Linked DNA regions of Gossypium hirsutum: region 2 is linked to region 1. The links are chromatin contacts, called in public Hi-C maps. All regions are on one chromosome and are shown on one strand. The core of a region is the stretch at or near the end of the contact, and the rest is flanking DNA. Distances in the headings are between cores, read along the strand shown. Region 1 has its middle 31 kb from the start of LOC107913400. Region 2 holds the start of LOC107913402 (zinc-finger homeodomain protein 2).

Evidence for each region. A called contact is a pair of places that touch in the nucleus more often than the background predicts.
Region 2: a Hi-C map of leaf shows a contact between it and region 1, with 2.4 times the contacts expected there. The contact joins the promoter of LOC107913402 here to the enhancer-like site in region 1. A contact is called at or near these places in 5 of 34 Hi-C or Micro-C datasets (anther and leaf).

The regions. Positions count from the first base shown.
Region 1 is chrD11:32,182,985-32,190,644 of Gossypium_hirsutum_v2.1, forward strand. No RefSeq gene overlaps it. Among protein-coding and RNA genes, the nearest start is that of LOC107913400, 31 kb to the left of the region's middle. Within about 2 kb of position 3,012, at least 2 of the 9 cell types and tissues checked have an H3K27ac peak or open chromatin away from gene starts, as enhancers often do. A contact at or near this core is called in leaf, where this site is marked.
Region 2 is chrD11:32,370,100-32,377,920 of Gossypium_hirsutum_v2.1, forward strand. It overlaps LOC107913402 (zinc-finger homeodomain protein 2), which reads right to left and starts at 6,424. Exons shown (of 2, transcript XM_016841974.2): 1 at 5,338-6,424; 2 at 4,780-5,035. The coding sequence starts at 6,043. The coding sequence ends at 4,977.

The DNA of each region.
Region 1 (7,660 bases), core at 1,762-4,261:
GCTTTGTAACTGATAGGACTTTGTTTCTTGTAACAGATGTTTCTACTTTCTTTTGAATGGATGAGATATCTCCCTAGTTTCATCCCTCGTGATGGTTGTTGAATCCTCAAAACTGGCTTCTCTCTATTAAAAAAGTTACTAATTTTTGAACCAATCGCTGCAATTGTTAGCTCAACTGGTTCACCATTTATATATATAACCTTGAATATTACTAATTTCCACAGATCGAAAAAGACATTGGTGTTTTAGTAGGACTAGATATATAGAACAGTTATTACTCCAACGTAGCTTGTTCTTGGTGTTCTTATGTGAACCCAGCTCAGTGTTGATTGAATAAATAAAATATTAGTGTCAATATATAAATTTAAGAAAAAAGGGTTCTTAGGAAACCATTTGCGGTTGATGTACAGACTATAGGTTAATGGGAGGAGTCCCATCAAGGGAAGCATTGTCATCATTCAACCAGTTACTCAGATTACCTAACATCTGGGAAGCAGTTTGGTACAGTTCTATGGGTTACTTTGTATTTGTCATCTGCTGATTATTTTGCCTTCCTTTTTATTCCCTTGCATTAAACCCTAATCTCGTATTGCCGTCCCTTTGTGAAAAGAACCAGGATGCGAATTAAAACCCTTAATAGCCTATCAAATGTGTTTGGTACTGGCCAGTGACCAAGGTAGTTGGCAGCTAGAAAACAAGTTACTGTAAAGCATTGTGTCTTTTTTCTTTTTCCTTATTGTATTGTAATCAAACTTTTTCTGCTTGGCTGTGTGGTTGATGGGGGAGCAGACTGATGAAGCATAAGGTGTTGGTGTTTGATAGGTTTGGTCGTTCAGGAAAGTGGGCTCGGATGCTACGAAAGTTCTGATCTAATCCAGTTCATTTGTCAGCTTATAAGAACTGTACGTTAACGATGATTTCCCATGTTCTTTTCCCATAAAAGCAAAATAAATATATTCTAGTCATTTGGGAGTTGCTTAACAATGATAATGCTGTTTTGGTGTTAGGAGGTTCGGGGTGGTTTTAAGTTTAGGATCAGTTTACCCATGCTTGTATTAAGTATTTCCTTTTTGATAAAAAATATTTTTAAATAATCCATTTTTGAAAAAAAAATATTTTTCAAAATTCAAAAATTGGCTTACAAGCTCTTTTTCAGAAAGAAAATTTTAGTTTTTTTCAGTAGCACTTTTTATTTCAAAAGTCTTCTTAGAAGTATTGTTAAGGGTTACTTTTTATTTAAGGGTTAGTTTTTTTTCTTTAGAAAAATGTTTCTAGAAGAAGCGTGGCGAAAAAATGCTATGAAAAATAAATCATAGATCAAGTATTTGATACAGTTGTAAAATAATTAGTGAAAAATTAAAATATCTTTTAGATAGCATTTAAAAATGGGAAGTTAGATTTCAAAATTCTAATTTTGAAATTTATTGTTTACAAATTTATTATTTTAATTTTTTTTATTTTAGAATTAAAATATTTAAAATTTAAGATTTTGAATTAATTCAAAGCTTATTATTTGGATAATTCAATTTTAGATTTTGATTTCAATTAATTCTAAACTTTAAAAAATATATTTTTAAATTAAATTATTTAGGAGGATTTTGAACATTATTGTTTGAACAAGATTAGACCGGCAGATTAGATCGAGAATCGATTAGTATAATGATTTGGGTAGATGCATTAGACTGATTGACCCGAGTGCGGACCAATTGATTGGGTGGTTGAACCAAAACTTTTTTATTTTTCAATATTTTTATTTTTATGATTTATTTAATAGAACTAGATGGATCAATCGAATTGGTCTTACTAGTCAAACCAATTAAACCCATTGAATTGATCAAACCGGTTGGACCAGTAAGCCTGGGGTCTATAAATTAAAAATGTACAAATTATGGTATAAATGATTTTTTTAAATATTTATATTGTATTAAATTAAATGCATAAAACTTCATCATCGTTTTTAAAATCGAATTGGACTGGTCGATCGGATTGAGGATCACTTAGGATATCGGTCCGAAATAAAGGATCACTTATGGTAAATAATTTATTTACTCGAATCGATAGGATCAATCGAACCGAGAACTGGTGATCTGATTTGTTTGCCTACTGGTCCAATTCTAAAAATTTTGAGTTTCGTTGATGATGTATTATAAGTAAAATTAATTAATTATTGTTTGATTTTTGAAGAAGTATGAAAGAAGAGAGAAAAAAAAGTTGCAATATTTTTTTAATCAATCTTGGATCATGAGAATTTATCTTTAAAAATGGATTTTGAAATCCAAAATTTAACTCTTATGATAAATTCAAATAAATTTTTTTATTTATTATCCAAACAAAGAATTTGGATATTCAAATCCAAATATTTTTATCCAAATCATGGTTTCTAAATGAGCTATAATAGACATTATGTTAGAAAGTAAAAAAAAAAATTATACATAAATATTGTAAAATTTTAAATTTAATGATAAATGGTATTAAATAATTTATTATAATGATACATAAAATATAAATCAATTTATAATTTTAAATAATTTTAAATCCCTAATAAAGTTTTGCATTTAGGCATAAAAACACTGTTTTGAAAGTATTTTTTAGTTTAAAAGCTAAGTGTGCAATTCTTGCGTGGTGAAAAAGTGCATTTCGCAATGAAAAAGGGGCAATTAGAGTAGATAGTTTGGTAGGTTTATAATCTTTAGGTTACTTGTAGTTGTTTTTGCTTGAAATTGAATGAGAGGAGATTGGAGTGAGCATCTCTGAATGTCTAATTTGCTGTGTGAGGTTGATAGTAGGATGATGAAATGCAATATGTAAGATTATAGAGTGCTTACTTGCGACTTGCTGATTAATCTTAGTGATATGTTGGATCATATAACATTTGTTCTATAATTTATTGGGGATAAGAGATGTTGGGTTTCTAAAACAAATGAATGACACACAATATATAATTCAGCGGTGACATGCCTAAAGGGAGACATGTGGAGCCAAATGAAGATCTCAGTATTGGGTGGGTGGAAAGCCATGGTTGATCTTCTGGATGGTTTAGATGGCCCAAAATAAACCATGTGGAGGATGATTGAAAAGGTAAGCACTGTCTCCCAAAAAAGGAAAAGACATATCAAAGACTGTGTTTGGACCACTAAATTGAATCTGTATTAGGTTCCATCAATCCGCATGTGAAATGTGTTTTGTAGTAAAAGCTTCTTCATGTTTAGTCCAAAGAATTTTTGGGAGAAAACCCACTTCTACATTTAAAAAGAAAAAAGGAGAAAAGGTGGAATGTAAGCATCAGGCATGTGTCTGTAACATTTAGAAAATTGCCTAGGTTAAAATTTTATGTTTTTCTATATGGGTTTGTGATTTCAAAAGAAAGGAAGAGATTACGTATGTTGCCATTCCATTTCATCCACACATTACATGAACCAAGCAGATTTTAGGTCAAAATTGGTTATGAACAAGTAGCGTTGGTTTTAAATTTCCATTTTGTTTAGCCTGGGGCCTGTAACAAGTAACAAAATTGAGTTGATGTAAATAAACTTAAATCTTTGTAGAAAATGGAAAATACTAACAAAATTGCATTTGGTTGGAAAATTAGAAAAAAAGAACCATATATAATTTGGCACATGAATCTTTTTCATTTGCACCAAGTTGGTTTTTAATTTTTTTTAACGTAGTTGGTCTAGCTATATCTAGACAACCATTTGTCTAGATTCATTATAGATATGTTTGTAGTAATTATATATATTTATAAAATATGAGTTTTTAAGTTTTTTATTATTTCAAAATATTTAAATATACAAATATATAAAACGGTCTAAATTTATAAAAAAATTTTAGTTATAAATTTTTATAACATATATTTTTATAATATATATTTGTAATATATATAAATTTTAATAATATTTTTTACGTAAGCCATTAATATATATTATTTTATATATATTTCTATGATTTTATATATTTTTATATATTATAGGATTTTATATATTTAAATAGAATTTATATATTTTTCAAAATCATAACAACCTAAAAAATTGATATTTTATAAAAAAACTAAAAACTAAATAAAATAAAAAACTACTATAAACACATCTATAATGAACCTGGACAAATCTATATTAGACAACCATTTGTCTAAGCTCATTCTTCATAAAAAATATTGTACTTTTTCTTAATTAATTTATGTATATTTATATATTTTTAATTTATGTTTGCCGTATGTCAGTTGAGAAGTTATCATGTGGTACCACCAGATTGATTAGCAATGTCACATCAGCACAAACTAATAGTGTTAATGCGGAGAACCAAACTGGTTGACGAAATACAAATTTAGAGATCAACTAGGTTCAAATTTTTTTTACAAATAGACAAATTTAGGGGCCAAATTATATATATCCCATTAAAAAATAACTTTTAGGAAAGATTAGAAACACAAATATAAGAAAATTAGAAGATTTTTTTTCATTATTTTCATTAAAAATATTTCGAAAATTAGAAAAAAGTTTGAAAATAACAGTAAATTGAATTGACTCATACATTCAACTTTAAATATGATATTTATGTAAGAATTATACTTTACAGTAATGATTTATATTTAATACATTAAAATGCATAATTTAATGTACTATCAATGAATTAAATTATAATAAATCATTAAAATTTTAAAATTTAATTATTTTAATTTTATTTTTTATTAATAATAATTGAAAATATAAATTATTAGTGCTTCAAATATTAATTTTTACATTAGTTACTATTAGTAATTATTTATTATTATTAATTAAGGGTAAACTATCAAAATAGTCACTTTTGTTTATCTCAGGTTATGTTTTAGTCACTTATGTTTAAAATGTTACATTTTAGTCACTTACATTAACGTGTTGTAACATTTTAGTCACTGAGCTGTTAATTGTCGTTAATGGTATAATGGTAAGCTGATGTGGCACGTTAAATCATCATTTTAAACAAAAATTTTAAGTTACATTATATAATTGGTTCCCATATTTTTTTTTGTTTTGAGCAATTTAAATTTTTTTCTTTTATGTTCTTTTAACTTTTTTTTTCTTTATTTTCCATTATCTTCTACTTCTCCCTTTGTTTTCCTCCCTTCTTCATCTCTGTTTTCCACATAATTAATTCAAATAAATGGGATTTCAAACATAAGGCATCTGCAAAGTTGTTTTGCTTGAATGATCTAATAATTAATTCAAAGAATTGAGATTTCAAACATGAGGCATCTGCAAATTTTGTCAAACAGTCAACTAAAGGTTACTTGTTAATGTGTAGCATTTAACCATATGATGGATTTAAGGGCTAGGTTGTACGAAAATCATTTGAGGCATCTATTGAAACTACAATTGGAATATGAAGAAGGGAACATAAAATAAAAAAAAAAGGAAATTTAAAAGAATACAAAAGAGATGGAGAAGGGAGGAAAATAGAGGGAGAAGCAGAAAAGAATGAAAAATAAAGAAAAAAAAGAAAGTTAAAAGAGTATAAAAGAAAAAAAATTAAATTTCTCAAAGTGAAAACATATGGGGACCAATTGTATAATTTAACCTAAAATTTTTGTTTGAAATGAGAATTTAACGTGCCACGTTAGCTTACCGTTACACCGTTAATGACAATTAAAGGCTTAGTGACTAAAATGTTACAACACAATAACATAAGTGACTAAAATGTAACTTGAGACAAACAAAAGTGACTATTTTGGTAGTTTACCCTTTAATTAATTTTCGTATTAGCAAAGAACCTGATTTTATTGAATTAAAATGTTAAAAACACACTGTCATACATCAAAACCAATTCATTCCTTGCCAACCATACTCTTGTTGGTGAGTGGGGATAAAAATAAACTTAAGAGAAATTAACGAAGGCTTCAAGGCGTGTATCAATGCCAATTTTTTTAAGGTTCTATTCGCCCCCACTTATATTATGATGTGTGAAAGAGTTACTTGCAAATGAACCTCGAGGATATAATGAAGCCCAATGACTGCCTACATTTTGCACTGACAGAAACAGTTCACTGAGCACTGAGCAAAGCATAGTAAGGATATCAATTTCTATAAAGAATTTCTACAGTAAGTTTTTATAGAACAATTAAAAAATATAAAAAATGGTAGAGATTAGAAATAAACCTTTTTTTCTATACTTTTAGGTTGTCATGCAAATGAGAGGCCTCATGTCTTTTCATAGGGACATAACTACCCAAATGGATAGTCAAATATTTAGCAATAAACATAATTATTCAATAGATATCTACTTGAATAATTATGACTATTTGTTTATAACCAAGTGACATAACTTTTGGTTACTTATAACTTTTCATTTGCAACTATTGGAACACTATATATATATTTGAAAATGTTCCCACAATCTCCCCTCGTTTTCAAAATATTCTAGATTTTGATAATCTTGGAAATCAATTGCATAAATGAATGTGTCTTATGATTGAACCTTCACTTAGTGAAAACATGTTAAAGTTAATCGAAATTGCATGGTAGACTATGCTTTGAACTAACTATTCCATTTGATTAACCCAATACATTTCACACAATGATTCTAATACCAGTCAATGCACAATATCTAGGGACACTATTATGGCCATATGTTTGTAACCTTTTTTCATAAGTGTTGTCAGAACCAAGCCGTTGAGCTCCTAGAAGCGGCCACACTTCCACTCACATAGGTAGGTCCAATCAAGAGTGTTCCCATAATTATAACACTCTAACATATTTATGTTATGGGTTTATTAAGAGTATAATACTCATCCTTCCCCTTATTATTACGGGTACCTAACAGTTTTTTACCTTGGGATGATATATTATATATAATTTTATAGTGTTCACGGTCATATACTGACGATGTACTTTGTCTTATTGAATTCAAGACTTGACGTTATACCAAGCGTTGAGTTGAGTTTCCATCATGGGTGACTCAAATATTATAGGTTTGTACCTCATCCCCAAATTTCTAAATTTTCAACATAGCTTTGTTAATTATTCATACTACATGGTGAAACTTTATATTTATTTGTGTCTTGAAAATTCACAAGACCAATATCCCAACCATGTTCAATTACCCATTCTTTTGCAAAAGAATGCTATTAAGGATATCATTTCTTTCTACTATTGTCAAATTACAGTGATCAATTTATCTTTTCTTATCATGATGATATCATATTTGGCTTCTTTATTTATTTCTTAATATCCAAGAAATTAATTTCACAATCACCAAATATATGAAACTATACGTCATGTCTTTTTCACCAAGTAAGTTGTTGTAAAGAGGCCTCAAATCTTTTGGTGAAACTAGACAACATATTTGTTATTTGTCATAACTTGTTTTCAAAGTCAGTTCATGACTTTAATTTTTTTTCATTCATAGTCAAGTAACATTATTTTTCTCAACACACCTTATCAAAATAACTTAATATGAATTATCAAAATACGATAGCTAATGAAATTTGAAGACGCCTACTCAATGACCTTTTCTTTCCCACGATTAACAATCGGTTGACTCGTTTTTTGATCTAAATAATAATAGTTAATTCAGTTAACCAAATTAAACATCTTAAATCACATAAACTCATGCACTTAACCCTTTTAATGAAATTTTAGACATTTACCCTAATCTTTTACCTTTTATTCAATCTAATCCCTAAACC
Region 2 (7,821 bases), core at 5,174-7,673, 190 kb after region 1:
CATGGTGCACACAACAACACCATATGGTGGTATCTAACAAAATTACCCTATTTCCTAGATCCTAACTTATTCTAATCCCTTTGATAATTTCCCTCCATATCATGCATGCCCATTTATTATGGTGGATACTAAATAACTCATGTCATCATGCTACATACTTTAGCAGTTCAAGGTTTGAGTACATAAACTCACCTGATACTTCTTCGCCTTGTCCACTTAGCTTTTCTAGACATCGGAGCTTCCCTTCTCCTATTAGCTAAGAAAGACAACCAATTTATGGATTAAGCTTAGTAATCCCAATTTAAAACTCAGTTTTCCAAAAACATGCAGAATCCTTAAAATGGTTTCTGGAAACCCTTATCTTCATTCTCTGGATCCTTATATTTACAGAAGGACTAAGAACTTGCCATCTTACTAAATCCACTTTTCCGACTTAAACCTCACAATCATCACTCCATGCAGAGCTTTCTTTAATAATTGCTTCCTTCGGGCTACCAAGGAAGAAGATGAAGAGAGGAAAATGAAACAAATTGGAGAAGAAGTCTATCGGGAAGTCACTCTCCCACTATTTATAGCCCTTCATGTTCCATAATTATTTTGTCTCCCATTATGGGATCGATTGGTTCTAATTCAACCGAACCAAATAGGTTTCAACTCTGTCTAATTTCAGTTACTATCTTATCCTGATTTTTCAGTAAAGACCGCCAGCTTACGATCTCTTTCAATTTAACCCCTAAATTGTCCTTAATTTCCAAGTTTAAAGAATTTTGGGTGTGACACGTGTCCTTTATTTTTCTATTATTTGTCACAGTATTATAAAAAGTGTCACTTCCACTCATACACTATTTCTTAGATTTTAACTATTTGTTAAAGTCAACAATATATAAATTTAGTGTTGGAGTTGGCTCCGAAATACCTAATCCTACGTTATAAGACTGTCTAGAACTGAGTTGTGTAAGTTCTGGAACAATCCTTGCTGCAACTAGTCTTCAACTCCATTTTTTAGTTGAGGTGTATTGTTATGGGCTTTCCCTTTATAATATAAAGCCTATATGGGTCATTTGAAAAATTCTATTTCGATGGTGATGATGATTGACAGTAATAAAAATTAAAATTAAAAGGCAAACGAACTATGGGAGGAGTATTTATTTAATTTCAAAACAGAAAAACAAACAAAGTATGTTTAATTTTACAAAGGGTTGGACAATATTCATTTGGTATTCTCCAAACAGGGTGTGGCATCCCACGTTAAAAGTGTTGATGGCACAGTTATGTTGGACAAGAAAATTAATGGTCAGGTCGGAGAGCAGACCAGAAGAGATATAAAGAGGGAAATCGTGGTCTGGCAATGAACCGTCATAGTCTAGTCTATGTCCATCCATCAACTATCCAAAACAAAATTATAAAAGGAAAAGTGTTATCTCGATAAGGCGTTTAAAAAAGTCCAAACTTTTTAACCTTTTTTCCCCTTCGCGATTCTAAATTTTTTGTTTTTGGTTCTTTTGCTTTACAAAAGGTAACAATCCAAACGAATCTTAAGAGGACCCCCACCCTTCCATTGGGTTACCCCTGGCCTGTTGTGGTGTGTCTCTTGTGCACTATTATTTGGAGTCATATAGGACCCAAACCCACCCATTGTGTTCTGTGTCTTATTTTGCACCCATTTCTTCCTACATTTTCATTTTGCACCCAATCTCTCTCTCTCTCAGTTTATTGCTTAGTGATAGAAACCCTAGTCAGCTCCTTTTAAAATTGAAAACTGCTAATTGGTATCTAATTGCACTGATCAAAGTACATATGAGGTATAATTAATAAATTGTTTTTTCAATAAAACAAATGCAGTCTTAGTTTAAAATCCAAAGTCTTTCATTAAATGCTAAAATTTTATATTGTTTTTTTTCTTCATTTTCAAATCCGACCGTTCAATATATGTATACTTTAAAAGGACTTTGATAATTTACTGTTAATATTATGAATTTTTATACATTAGTCAGAGTATTGATTAAGATTGTCAAAATTTATTTGTATTATAATATAAGGCTAAGGAATCTTGAGATCGTGTACTGCTAAAATGATAAGTGCTCTATAATAAATCATCTTATTTGATAATTTATTATGCTTATACATCAATTTATTAGAAAGCATTAGCGAAGATGATTTGAAAAGAATTTCGCTTTAGACTCTGTCAAATCAAATTAAATAATATATATTAGATAACGTGTAATATAATTTGGTAGTTGTATTTGATATTTTTTTAATATAGTATTTGTATTATTTTTGGTCTAATGTGGTACTTATATTTGATAAAAATTATATATTTTGGTACCTGAAAGTAACATTATTAATTTTTTAGTGCTTAGTTCAAGTCTTAGAATTGAATTGAATAAAATTTATAATTAGCTAGTACTATTAACACTTAACTTTCATTGAATCAATCCTAAAACCTGAATTAAATCACTTTCACTGAATTATATTTGACAAATTAAACGTAAAATTAAATAAATTCACATTTAACACTAAATTAATTATTTTAACAAAATCATGAAAAATTCAAGCCTAATAATATTATCAATTAGCTTTCATCAAATTAATCTTAAAACTCAAATTTAACACTAAAAAATTAATACTGTTACCTTTGAGTGCCACAATATGTACGTTTTGTTAAATACAAGTATCAAATTGGATAAAAAAAATGACACAGGTACTACATTGAAAAAAAATGTCAAACTCAAGTACAAAATAATAAATTAAGCTTATAGATAATAAACAACATCAGAATTGCTGTTATGGGAATCTAACCCATGAATTCATCTAGTAAATAAAAGTTGAGTGACAAAAGATTTTTGGTCAAGTTTTCTATTACCATTCATCTCGGGTTTTAAGATGTAAGTAGAATTTAGATCCTAAAGTAATGAGTTTTCAATTAAAATCCTTTGAAAAATATTAAAATTATAAATTAATATAATAGTGAATTTATATTTAATTTTCTTAAATTTAATTTTAACTCCCACCAAGTTTAGTCTTTGGATAACCCCTCTCCATACCCCTAAGTTGGTTGTTTTTAGCTGTATTGCTCTATTTATTATTTTACTTTTAAGTATTTGTGAGATGTAACTCCTTATACATGAAAAAAATTGAATATGCTCGCATCGAGTGCTCTAAGAAACAGAGTTTTTTAAAGCTTCTATTTTAAACTGATGTATTTTAAACTGATGTCAACACATAGCTTTAATTAAGTAGCCAAAATCATGAATAAGGACAATGTGCCATATTAAGTAGTACAGGTAGGAAGAAGATGATCAATCACAATCTGATGCAATTAAACATTTTGACCAAAGATATATCGACTGGACCACACTATTCCAACTATATGCAATTGCCATACAAGCATATGCAGCTTTAACTGATACTGTGGTTAGAATTCCCGAATCAAGCAATGTGCATATCTTGTTGGTAAGATATAGACACCAGAGCAAGCAAATAACATCACAAAAACCATAAAAAAAATTCGCCACTGTAACTTTGAAACCCCAAGCCTTATCTTTAGTAGTAGTAGCAAAATGGCCCAAAAATAAGCACATCCCTCATTTAAAAACCTTGCCATATATAAGGAATCCATATCCCTCTTTTACCTGCACTGCAGGTGAATTCTGACATAAACAGCTCACTGATGGTAGTGCTAGTAAATAATCTCTCTTAGTCTTCAGCATCACAACACTAGTACATGTTTTTTACTTAACACAACAAGCTTGGTTACATAGGAATTTAAACATAAGACATGGATCGACCAACCAATCAGAGCACATCTAGTCAAGGCCTATGTAGCCTAATGGGCATCTAGGGAGTTTAGACTGACTTAAGCTTACTAGGGAATTGAGAAGGGACAAAGAAGAACATTGCTTTCTAGGGATCTTAAGGGAGTTTAGCCACCAAAAAGGCTGAAAATGAAGCCATGGGTTTTGATTGATGAGAAAATTGTAGACAAAAACATGCGTCTTTTTATTTGCCTTGCTGCTTGGGGATTCCACATGTTTCCATTCAAGGATTAAAAAAAAAAACAAAGAAAACGAAGATGGAATTAAAAGGTCAAGTTCAGGGTCTATTGAGTTTCTCGAGCATGGCGTTATAAACCCACATCTGGATTTGAGCTTTGCATGGCAGAAAATATTACTGTAGCTGATGCATTTCCTTCCCAAGGTGATTCTTACATGAGCATCTCGTTAGGTTCTTAAAGTTTGACAATAAATGTATATCATATAAAGTTTGAGAACCCATTATTTTATACTATCTACAAGAATACTAATGAAAGAGCAAATATATTACTAATTAAAAGAAATTTTCAGAAAAAAAAAAGAAGAAGCAGGAAGATCCCCTTCTGTACTCAAAGAAAGACTGAAAAAGTAAATGCATTACCGGGAAATATATATATATAAACAAAACAAAAGGGGGATTGCAATTGGTAACAGAAAGTAGCCCATCTGATCAGAAAACTTTGTTTGATTGAACTTAGAAACGTACCAATGCAAACAAAAACAGCACGAAAAGGAAGTGAAAACAAAACAAGTGTGCAACAAGGAAAGCAAAGTGCATTTGGGTGGAGGAAAGAAGGATCAAAAAGTGCATTCATTGATGATGCCATGCCATTATATGTTTCAAACTCAAGCTCAAACCCCCTCATTTCCCCTTCCTTCCTCTCACTTTTTCCCAAGCACATATATCAATGTTAGCGCGGCATGAAGATTTCCCTAAACAAAAAAGTTTGATTAGAAGCAAAAGATCTCATGCAAAGGACCATTAACTCTGAAATTGCAGATAAACTCACGTACAAAGGATATGTTCAATATATCATACAAGGAAAATCATGGTTAATCCAATTCCTTGCTTCTTATCTCGGTTAATTACACAAAGAAGATCTTACTCGTGAGAAGCTCATAATCCATCCCCATGCTCATAAACCTGTTAAAGCTCTTCCATGTTCACGCCTCTTGCATTGTATTGCATTGCATGTCTCCACTTTGCCTCAATGCACCATTATCTAAACCCATTTTCACATTAAAATAGAGCTTTGATATGCAACAAAATCAAAGATATTAGAACTAAAAAATCTTCATCTCATTAGAGCTAAAATTAAGTAGCCATTAACATTATGTAACAATATTAATATTAGTAACCTACCCTTCAACATCATAATAACTACAAAAGTACCAAATGTTAACCCGCCCCCACCCCCAAAGTAACCCTAAAAAATCTAACTAAAATCCCCCCAAGTTTTTCTTTTCTCATTTTTGTTTTCCACTCACTCTAAACCGTGAAGAAGGTGTTTCTAGGGTTTCTTACCAAGAGTGTTCTTGTTATTATGCATCCAAACTTTGAAGACATGCCTTTTGACCCCAGTTTCGTTGCAGAACTGTTGAACAATCGCTTCATCTTGTTTCTGAATCCGCCACCCTAACCTCTCAGCCAAAGCCAACATCTTCTCCTTTTGTTCCTGCGTGAACTTTGTTCGAAACCTCTTCCTCGAACTCCCTTGATTCGAAACATCATCTTGATCTTCCCTGCTGTGTCCTCCGACGCCTCCTGATATCGATGGTAGGGCTAACGGCCTTTGCTGTCCAGCCATGTGGAGGCACCCCGTTGGGGGTCTAAAGTAAGGAGTGAATTGCGGTGGTTGGTGGTGGGGGTGGTGGAAGTAGAGGTCCGTCATGGGGACGGAGTGTGGGGAACCCAGCTCCGTTTCCTTACGGTGGAAGTTCCGGTGGCAGTTACAAGCTGCGCATTTGAGAGCATCGAGGGTACCTTCGGTTCCAGCTGGCATGAACTCACCGCAACCGTCGACGGCGTGACCGCCGATTCCCACCGCGTGGTTCTTCAAGCACTCTCTATACCTTGGTTTCCTCTGCTGCTGTTGCTGCTGCTGACCCGTTGGAGTTATCGAACCCGGTTCGACACCTGACATTTTGACTCGAGATGAGTTTGCAAGCGGGTCATAACTCGGTGCCAAACCCATCTCTTCTTCTTGCTCCTCTTGATCCTCAAACTCCATTTCTCCCACCAAAGACAAAAATTTACCCCCCGCAAAAAAGAGATTTTTATAAAAAGAAAAAGCGCCCTTTTCTTCACTAATAGAGACGAAAAAAAAGATAAGAGGAGCAAGACAGTGTGACCATAATTTTTTTTTCCCCTTGAACCTGTCTTTTTATCTGCAAAAGAAGCAGTTTTCTTCTCTCTTTTCTTTTCTTTTTTTTTTTACCAAGGATCCTTCTTGATCACTCTCCCGTTCCAAAACAAATATCTGTTAACTCCTCATCTCATTTATTTATGTGTTGATTTGTTTTTTGTTTTTTTTTTACTGAACTGTAAAATACATTGGGCTGGTTTATAAGAATTAGAGAGGGTACAGTGAAGATAGCAGGGCTGGGGTTTGTCCACTGTTGGGTACAGTCTGCAAAGCGGACAAAATAAAGGAATCCAACGCTTCACGCGCCAACCACGCTCTTCTCTCAACACTGAAACTTACGTTATTTATTTTGGATTGGAATGGGACCCTTTCAGATGGTGTTGTACTCTCGCGTAATCTCGTTACGGAAAGGTGGGACATGAAAGTGAGGTCAGGTGGCGCGTGAGGCGGCGCGTAAAGAGATAGTACGGGGGTTGCAGAAGATGGGGGACACGGAATTACTTGGGGAAGCAATAAATTGTCGGTATTAAAAGCGAAGCTTGGGCACGACGTCTTACGTGTGTGCCAAAGTTTCCGACATAAGTGGTGACGCGGTGTTGGCGTCAACATGTAATTAATTTTCCCGCTAGGTTCTGTAAGAGAGAGAGAAAATTAAGGACAGAGAGGGCAATAGTAGGAGCTTAAATATGGTTATTAATACTCTCCTCTGATTCGCGTGCAAGGAACGTGCTAGTAACTCATTAGTGCGGCGGTTTGTGTTTCGAGGTCAAGTGTCTTTGCCAAACCCAAACCATGCAGGCATGGCATGCACACAATAGGGTGATTGGGGGAGATGTTCTTTTTCTGACTATTGCTTTTTCTTTCCACAAAATTTCAAATAGAAATAGTGTTAGTAAAAAGCCGATTAGAAAATTTTCGGTCCAGAATTTAATTTGAATATAAAATCATAAGAAATCTACTGCTTTTCTATTGGTTCAAAATAGCCTAATGTGTACATATATATTGAGAATTCGGGATAAAAATCAAGAGGCCACAAGCTGTTTGACATTAATAATTAATGATTCCCCTTCCAATTCCACCCAAAATTAATGTCATATATATATTTAAAAATATAGATATTATCTTTAAAAGATATAGAAATTAAATAAAAAATTGAAAATGTTCCACTTGTTAAACATTGATTTATAGTTAATTTATCCTATTTCAACATTTTCATTTTTATTTAATTTCTATATCTTTAAAGATAATATCTATGTTTTTAAATTTCAATTAAATGATTTATAGTTAATCATCCATTAATTTAACTTAAATAAATTTCTATTTATTTAATATAGCTTTTATATTATCTAGGTTAGTTTTTATTTTAATAATTAAATATTACCCATACTTAGTTTTTAAGTTAATTTTATGTTTAAAAATACATATTTTCTTAATTAAACATAAATTTAAAATTTAAATAAATATAAATTTAAGTTGTTAATTTATCGATTTTATCGAATTAAATTTATGAAAAGATTATTAGAGATTATATTAATATTTTTACTAAAAGTGGTTCGAATCTTAGTAAATGTACTTAGACATTAATAAGCAAAAACCTTTTAAGTATAAAAATACGTAAGTGCTTTTATTTTTATTTTTTTAAT